2 separate regions of the Mus musculus genome follow, and region 1 is linked to region 2. Evidence: chromatin contacts called from public promoter capture Hi-C data. All regions are on one chromosome and are shown on one strand. The core of a region is the stretch at or near the end of the contact, and the rest is flanking DNA. Distances in the headings are between cores, read along the strand shown.

Region 1 (4,106 bases), core at 84-2,583, 80 kb after region 2:
GGAAGCCTAGGTGACCTGTTTACCAGGTGGATGCTCGCAACTTTATTCCTTTCTAACAGATGGAGATAACAAGGCACAGAGACAACTTTCCAAATTACAGCCAGAATTTGGTCCCAAGCAAGGTGGTTCCAAAGCCCGTGCTCTTAACCATTATATCCCTGGGGGCAAAGACTGCACGCTGACCCTAGCCCCCCTTACCTCCTCATTGTCACCCTCGGCCTGTTCCCTCTGGGGGGCCAAAATTGCTGCAGTGGTTTGGGAGGAAGGGACATAAGGACACAGACAGGTCCAGGTCAGAGCCATATGAACCCCTGATTGCCCAGGAGACCCTCAGTAAGTGGGTGATAGGGGGGAAAGGGCAAAAGTGGGGGCAGGTCTGAGGAATGGGGCAAATTCGTGGGCAGCTTTGAAGGAATCTAGAAGTAGGAGTCATAACCCCGGGGTGACGGATCCTCTAGGCCTTACTGTCCTTATGTGTCCATTCCCTGGGAATCCCGGGTCCTCTAGGCTGCGCTGAACAACATGACTCTCCACTACCCCAGGATAGCCTTGGGCTTTAAGGGGGGAAAACGGTGGAAGCTGAGTTATGAGCCCAGGGACCCTCACTGCCACCAGGCCAAGAAACATTCCCAATGAAGGATCTGGGGAGGATTGGGGGGCTGCAAGTTGGCAGAAACATCTTTCCCATCTCAACAGGAGAAAGAAATTTGAAGATTGAGGCTCTGCCCTTTAGACCACCTCCCTTCACCCCAAACACAGGATATGAAGAAGAGGAGAGAAAGGGTCAGGGTCCTTACCAGGTCCTTAGAGGTGCCGAGTCTCTTGAGGCTGTCCAGGGGCAGCAGGTCAGCCGAGTCCTTGTGCAAGAACTGGGTGGCCTGTTTGAGTTGGCGCTGCTGGCTCAGGTGGGCTCGGTCCCGAAGCGAAGCTTCCTGTTCTTTCCTGGAGTCTCCCTCATCTCTCCTGGCCTCTTGCCCGGTGCTCATGGTCTTCTGTGGAAAGCAGACAGGGTGTATGGGAGTCTCTCTCCACCTCCTTTTTGCTCCCAGCTCCCCCTATAGCTTCTGCCTTTCTCTGTCTCCGGACTGCGGCTCTCCCTCTGACAGGAGGGTCTCAGCAGGAAGAAAAGAAGAAATAAATAAATAATAGGCGAGAGCAGCGCGTCAGACACCAGTTTCCAGAGATTGCAGTAGAGGGAGCGAGGTTCCGGCTGGAAAAACCCAGCCCTAAAGGAGAGGGAGGGCGAGCAGGGCCTGCAGCTGGTAGGCTGCAAAGCCTGCAGCTCTGGGGTCCTGCTCAGAGTGGGTGGTGGATGGTTGTGTGTGTGTGTGTGTGTGTGTGTGTGTGTGTGTGTGTGTGTGTGTGTGCGCGCGCGCGCGCACGCGGGTGTTGTAAACTGTCAGGAGGCTGTGCCAAGTCATCAGAGAGAGGTGAGTGCCATTGTGTGGGGGCGCATGTTTGGTATGTGTGGGGAAGCAGGCATGCATGTCCCTTGTCTCTTGTGTTTTGTGGACCGGCTCTGCTGTCCCCTTCCAGTCTCTGAACAGTCAGCCACCCAGCTCTTTTCTCATGCTGCTGTCCTTTGCTACTAGGGTTTGAGGTGCTGGCCAGAGAGGGACAGTATGAGAGTGGCCTCCCCACCTCTCCTCCATCTGCCATCAGCCACCCTCCTTGCTTGGCCTCTCCCTGTCAGTCCCAATATCTCTCTCGAATTGCAAAGAGATCAGGAACGTTCTAGTAATACTCACCTCTGAGATCTTCCCTGTTAGACGCTGAAGTCCCAGTGATTCCATGATGAGGAATTCTGGGAATGTTCTGGGCCTAATACATCTCTCCAACTGGGTTAGTCTGTGACTCACCTTGGTCCTCTCCCATCAGAATCCCAACTACTTGGGAAGGTGAGACAGGAGGATCACAATTCAAGGCCTGCCTGGACTACAGTGTGAGTTCACTCTCAGGCTTTCAATTTAGTGAAATATATATATATATATATATAATTTGTTTATTATATGTAAGTACACTGCATCTATCTTTGGGCACACCAGAAGGCATCTGATCTCATTACAGAGGGTTGTGAGCTACCATGTGGTTGCTGGGATTTGAACTCAGGACCCTGGAAAAGCAGTCAGTTAAGAGACCTCAGTTAAGAGCAGCTCTTAACCGCTGAGCCATCTCTCCAGTCCAATTTAGTGAAATCTTAAAAATAAAAAGAAGGGGGCTGAAGAGGTGGCTCAGTAGCTAAGAGCATTGGCTGCTCTTCTGGAGGACCAGGGCTCAATTCCCAGCATCCACATAGTGGCTCACAACTGTCTGCAGCTCACAACTATCTGTAACCCCAGTTCCAGGGGGTCCATGGCACCAGACATGCCCGTGGTACATATATACATATACATGTACATATGCACAGAGGCAAAATACCCATACACATAAAATAAAAATAAAAAGAAGGGTTGATGTCCCAGAGAAGGGGGATGCTAGTGGGGTGAGCACCCTCTTAGAGGCAAAGGGGAGGGGGGTTCATGGAGAGGAGACAAGGAAGAGGGATAATATTTGAAATATAAACAAAAAGATTAATAAATAAAAAACAAAACAAAAAATTAAAATAAAAAGAAGGGCCTGGAAAGATGGCTTGGGACTTAAGAGTGTTTACTGCTAGCCCAGCAGTGGTGGTGCATGCCTTTAATCCCAGCACTTGGTAGGCAGAGGCTAGACGGATCTCTATAAGTTGGAGGCCAGCCTGATCTACAGAGCAAGTTCCAGGGCTGCACAGAGAAACCCTATTGAGAATCCCCCCAAACAAGAAGATTTCAGGTGGCTCACAGACACCTGTAACCCCGCATATGTTTCAGATACATTCTCATAAACACACAAATACAAGGAATAAGAATAAAGTAGCAAAATTAGCTTAAATGACAGTAATCATAAAAGGGGGTGGGTGGGAAGAAGAGATAGCACAAACTGTGCTTACCGCCCTTGCAGTGTGGATCCTGGCGTCCCAGACAGCTCCTATCCACCTACAACTCCAGTGCTAGCCAGGAGATCTGACACCCTCTTTTGGACTCCTAAGCACATGTACCCAGAGATGTACCTGTCCCCACCCATGCACAATTCCAAACACAAAGACACATTTACACGTAATTAATTGTTTTTGGACAACTTTTTAAAAGTAAAAAGCTGCCAAAGGTGGTAGAATGTTTGCCTGACACGTGCAGGCTCTGTTCAGTGCCTTCAGTCCCCAGCACTCCAAAACAGCCACACAAAACACAGACTCCACAAATCCCCCCAGGGGCCTGAGGCAGAGGGTTGCTCAAGCCCAGGATTCCAGGGTCAGCTTGGGTAAATCATTAGCTTGGGCAAGACCTTGGCAAATCATTTCTGGGCCGGGAGGGATGACTCAGAAGCTACAAGCTGGCTGCTCTTGTAGAGGACCAGGCTCAGTTTCTAGCACCCACACATGGTAGCTCACGGTTGTCTATTTCAGGGCTTCCACACTCTCTTCTGGCTTCCTCAGGTACGGGGCATGCACGTGTTTCACAGACATAGATGCAGACAAAATATCCATGCACAGAAAATAAACAAGTACATTTTTTTAAAAAAAAATCACTTCTAAGGAATAACTATTTGTAATTATTGTAATCTCTAATGAAGACACAGGAAGACATTTCCAGCAGCCCTCTGTAAGGTTCTTGTCTCTTTGGTTGTGAGCCTATCTTTTTTTTCTTTTCTTTTCTTAAGTAGTACTGGCTGTCCTGGAACTCCCTATAGAGAAAGGGCTGGCCTCTAACTCCCAGAGATCCTCCTGCCTCTGCCTCTCTGCATGCTGGGATAAAGGCACCATGCTCTGTTTCTGGGTTTTTTTTGTTTGTTTGTTTGTTTGTTTGTTTTTTCTTTTTTAGATTTATCTTATGTGATGAGTGTTTACCTGCATCCATGTATGTGTAGCATGTGTGTGCCTGGTGGCACAGAGGTCAGAAGAAGAGCATTGGAACCCCTGGGTCAGATGGTCGTGAGCCATTATGTGGGTGCTGGGAATTGAACCCAGGTCCTCTGCGAGAGCGCCAAGTACTCTTAACCACTGAGCCAACTCTCTAGCCCCCTCGGTAGCA
Region 2 (4,431 bases), core at 1,013-3,512:
CACGCTGAACTTTTGGTTCTCAGGCATCTTGTCTCGTTACTGTTCACTCCCAGAAGTTACTGCCTGCCTCTCAGGGAACATCATGCATAGCTACTCAGCCTGAGGCTTGGATAGACACTTAACCAGCGTGGGTTACAAAGTCCCACAGACGGACAGCAGGAACATGCAGAGACATTTCTGAGTGGGTCTGCTCATCCTCTGACATGCCACAAAGTTGTAAGCGTCAGACGAGCTCATGATTCGTGAGCTCAGCCTGACCTGAGAATGGAAATCAAGACATGAAAATTTCTAAATGCGTTTTAAGCTCTGGTGTGTAGATCAGGCACTTCCTTCACAATGCGACAGGGCACCAAGCACAAACCATAGATCTACAAATTGATTCAGGAACAGTCTGATGAAGTCACATCTCCAAGCATCAGATAACCAGAGACTTTGGTGGTGCCCTGCTGCCATCTAACCCAGCCTAGTCCAGAATTGCTTCTCCCTTTGTATCATATCTATACTGTAACGACATTTGAAACCTGCTTGGGTGGTATCAACTCAGGTCGTAGACAGCTGAATCACATCAATTTGCCCAATCCTGACTTTCTCATTTAGAGACTGTTCTGGAGAGTTCCACAATTGCGGTGTTTTTCTAAGAGAATCTGGGTGGTGCTCTAGGGCCCCACACAGTGACTGGAAGCTGAGGAACTATAGCCAGACCTCAGGTGGAAAGTGGGTCCTGCTTTAGCCTGGGCGTGCTTTGCCATCATGAGGACCCTGTTAGCAGAAGAGTGGGATACTCAGATGACAACTGACAGAGAAGGGTACACCCTAAGACCCCTCCTTTCTCCACTCCCTGTGGCCTTGGAGGAGCCTGAAGGAGGAGCAGTGCATACAGAAACCAGGAGAGAGGCTGTGTACTGTATCCGAGAATCTTGGAGTGGGTAACGGGCAGTACTGCCTTCAAATCATGGACACCTGAGAGCTAGGAAGAAATGAATCCCATTGTGGTCTGGGAAGAGATTCGGATGTCGGTGTCAGGCTTGCCACACTTCATGGTCTTCAGAAGCCAAGCTGAGTCCCAGGCACATGCTGGCCTCAAGAATGCCTTTTCGTAACAGTTATCAGCTGTCACCTCCCATCTCGAACTGAGGGTACAGAGTGTGGCACGGCAAAGTTCATTCCAGATCCTCTGTGTTCACAAACTGACATGTCAACTTTTCCGTGCTGTTCAGTGTCTGAAAACAAGCTGACTCAGTGGAGTCCCCTACAGAGAGCGGACCACAGAGGAAACCTGTTCAAATGCCCTACAGTACTTGTCTGAGCCAACATAAAGAAGGCAAGTACTGAAAATAAAGATAATTATTGCCTTCAAATCCCAGACAGCTCTGCGACAAGGCTGGGAGTACGTCCCCACCATGGTGCCATATTTGACTATGCCATCTTTGAGATCCCACTTGGGAGACCACAGTGCCTAGGGTGATCCAGGCCAGTCTCATCCAGGCTCTATTTACACAGCTGCCTCCTTCCGCAGATCTCTCTTCTCTGCTGTGAAGTCTGATAAATCAGAGACAGTCTCTCTAATAAAGACAAACCCAATAGTTCAACAGCTACTAGGGGCCTGCATGTCTAAAGGAGAGTGGGAGGTGGGGGGGAAGAAGAGGACATGGTCACCAGCATGTGTTGCCACAGCCAGTGACAAAGGCTCTTCTTTTTTGCTCTTTTTTTTTTTTAAAGATTCATTTTATTTATATGAGTACACTGTAGAAGAGGGCATCGGATCTCATTACAGATGGTTGTGAGCCACCATGTGGTTGCTGGGAATTGAACTCAGGACCTTTGAAAGAGCAGTCAGTGCCCTTAACTGCTGAGCCATCTCTCCAGCCCCGACAAAGGCTCTTCTGTCCTGCAGTTGCTAGGACAACTAGCCTCTGCCATTGAGTTTCCATTTAAAGGGATGATGGGTTCACTGGTGTCTGTCATGCAGGATGCCAGAAACACACAGCAGGAGTCTGCTCCTCCTGGCACCGTGCAGTGCTAGCCCTCGTGGGCATTGGCCCGCTGCGGCCCGCTGTGGCCCGCTGTAAGCCTTGCCATCCCTGGAGCCCTGCAGACCTGTAGATAAGACGGGGGCTAAAACTTTGAGGAGACCCTTCCTCACACCGTGTCCCATCGTTTGCCTGTCTGCTGGGGGGGAGGGGCTGGGGAGGGGTGGTTCCTGAAGGAACCGCAAACCAAGAAACGTCCTCCCAGGTGCACCCCTGCTGTGGGCCTTTCCTGTCATCCACGCGGGCAGCCAGCAGGGGGGGCAAGAGCCATTCTGTTTTCCTATCCCTGACTCCCTCCCCCTCGACCTAGAGGAAATCAGCCGCAAGGGGGAGCTAGAGGGAGACGGCTGTCCTCAGCACAGAGTCTTTGCAGGAGATTCAATTCATATCGGAAACACAGAGCCCTGACAAATTTATAATAGACCAGTTCCTTCCTCCTTCCCTGACTTCTCAGCCCGGAGCTGATCTTCATTTCACCGAATGTCTAGATTATCTCACTTTCTCCTTAAGGAAGCTGGTAGTGGGAGAGAGGGAGGGAGGAAGAGGGGGGTCAGGGGCAGGAGGAAGACCTACTCTCTGGAATTCGTTGCAAAAAATGTGAATGAAAGCCGGGCGTGGTGGCACACGCCTTTAATCCCAGCACAGTGGGAGAGAGGGAGGGAGGAAGAGGGGGAGGCAGAGGCAGGAGGATTTCTGAGTTCGAGGACTGCCTGGTCTACAAAGTGAGTTCCAGGACAGCCAGGGCTATACAGAGAAACCCTGTCTCGAAAAACAAAAACAAACAAACAAAAAAAAAAAAAGTGTGAATGACGCTTAAGGATGAAGAGGGAGGTTTCAATTTGATAGCTGTAGCGGTACGTAGGGTGCTGGGGCATTCCCCGGGATCTTCTCTCTGTATTCATGCGTTTGTTTAAAATGTCTTTGCTAGAATTAAAAAGCAGTAACCCAAGTCCTCAGGACCCGGTGAAGTATTGTCTGTGCTGAGGTACCATGGATGCAGGCTACAGCTTCAAATAAAACCTCCAGTGAACGAGCTCTGTAGCATTAAACAAGACGTCTTTTTCAGTACCCAGTCCCTCCTCTGCCCTGCTTTAAACCCTCTAACCTACACTCCGGGCAAAAATGGGTGAGAATCACGTTAGTATGTGGCTGCTTCAGTTACATGCATGGGCTGGGGGGGGTGGGGGGGGGCAGGGGGCTTGGTACACTGATGGTGTGCAAAGGAAGGGACAGTCACTGAAGACTCTGCCTCTCACCTGAGACAGGACAGTGGCGACCCAAAGTCAAGGAGAGATTCTCAGACATGACTTGAAGAAAGACTTCCCCCTTCCCCACCCCAGAAATCACTACTCAGCCACCCTCTGCTTCAGCTGGGTGAAGACCCTGGGAATTTCCTGTCACCCTGAAGCCTCAAGTGGAGTCACCTGAGGCCAGTGAGTCCGATGGCCTAGGCCCCTCAACTGTCCACCACCCATTGGCCAATTACACAGTTTTGTATCTGACTTTGTTTTTACGGTTTTTATTTGTCTGTTTGTTTTTGTATTCTTTGTTCTAAACACGATTCCTCCAAATTGAGTTAGCATCACTTCCTCAAAACACTACTGTTTAGCTTTAGGGTGGGAAAGGAAAAGAGGTTCAACCAGTGTTTTAACAGCAGCAACAGGGCCTCAGGTGGCACAGCGGGGTCTCTGAGGTACCTCAAAGCAAGCAGAGCAGGGTGTCTGCTGTTTAAGGTTTCAGACAGAAGGGAAGAAAAGTAGGCTTAGTTAATATGTGGCCTATGCTGCATGGCCAAGGTAGGGGAATAGGTCATACTTGGGTTAAATGACAGGGGTCGTCGATCTGTCTGGGTAAGGGGGTGAGGCCTAGTTAATGTGTGAGCCATTTCCGGGACAGTAGTCAGGCAGATCCTGCCACTCATCCCTGTGTAGCGGGGTGGGGGAACCTCCGTGTGTCCTTGCTCTCTTTGTAATCTTCTCTGCTTATGGCCTGGTAAACTGGAAGACTTGGGGTCTCAAGTCAGGAAGCAGTCGGCTTCCGGCTGAATTAGGGCGTCATTGGGTTAGAAGGTCTCCTTGTTTGGTAGTGGGTAGTCAGGAGACAGTCCTTGGGTCAGAGACACCATGGTATTTGAATTCCCGTACCAGGAGGACACAGGGGGACATTGTCAACTTGTGAAACCATTTGGAGTTGGATTTGTTGAATTCTGGAATAAATGAACAAGGATAATTACAGGAGTTACCAACTAAACCGGCACATCAACGGAAGCAGCAGGAAGCAACACCCAAGACTTTACTCAGCTTCCAAAAAGATACATTTGTTACTCTGTTGGACTTTTTCTGATTTGTTCAAAACAAGGAGGCAGGCTGCTTCTGAGATGGGTTAGAGGAGTTCATGGGAA

The links. Promoter capture Hi-C pulls out the DNA fragments that hold promoters and counts their contacts.
Region 1: a promoter capture Hi-C map of embryonic stem cells shows a contact between it and region 2, with 2.6 times the contacts expected there. The contact joins the promoter of Nrip2 here to the enhancer-like site in region 2. A contact is called at or near these places in 3 of 39 promoter capture datasets (embryonic stem cells, liver and trophoblast stem cells), 1 of 15 datasets of contacts at CTCF or cohesin (embryonic stem cells), 17 of 484 Hi-C or Micro-C datasets (the AML12 cell line, CD8 T cells, the G1E-ER4 cell line and 7 more), 4 of 115 datasets of contacts at active chromatin or transcription factors (embryonic stem cells and extraembryonic endoderm stem cells) and 3 of 9 other capture datasets (adipose tissue, liver and pancreatic islet).

What each region holds. Positions count from the first base shown.
Region 1 is chr6:128,396,993-128,401,098 of GRCm38.p6, reverse strand. Nrip2 (nuclear receptor interacting protein 2) reads right to left here and starts at 1,333. Exons shown (of 6, transcript NM_021717.2): 1 at 798-1,333. The coding sequence starts at 986.
Region 2 is chr6:128,477,847-128,482,277 of GRCm38.p6, reverse strand. The region is part of intron 2 of Gm10069 (predicted gene 10069); the gene reads right to left. Among named protein-coding and RNA genes, the nearest start is that of Gm10069, 41 kb to the right of the region's middle. Within about 2 kb of position 2,262, at least 73 of the 459 cell types and tissues checked have an H3K27ac peak or open chromatin away from gene starts, as enhancers often do. A contact at or near this core is called in embryonic stem cells, regulatory T cells and trophoblast stem cells, where this site is marked.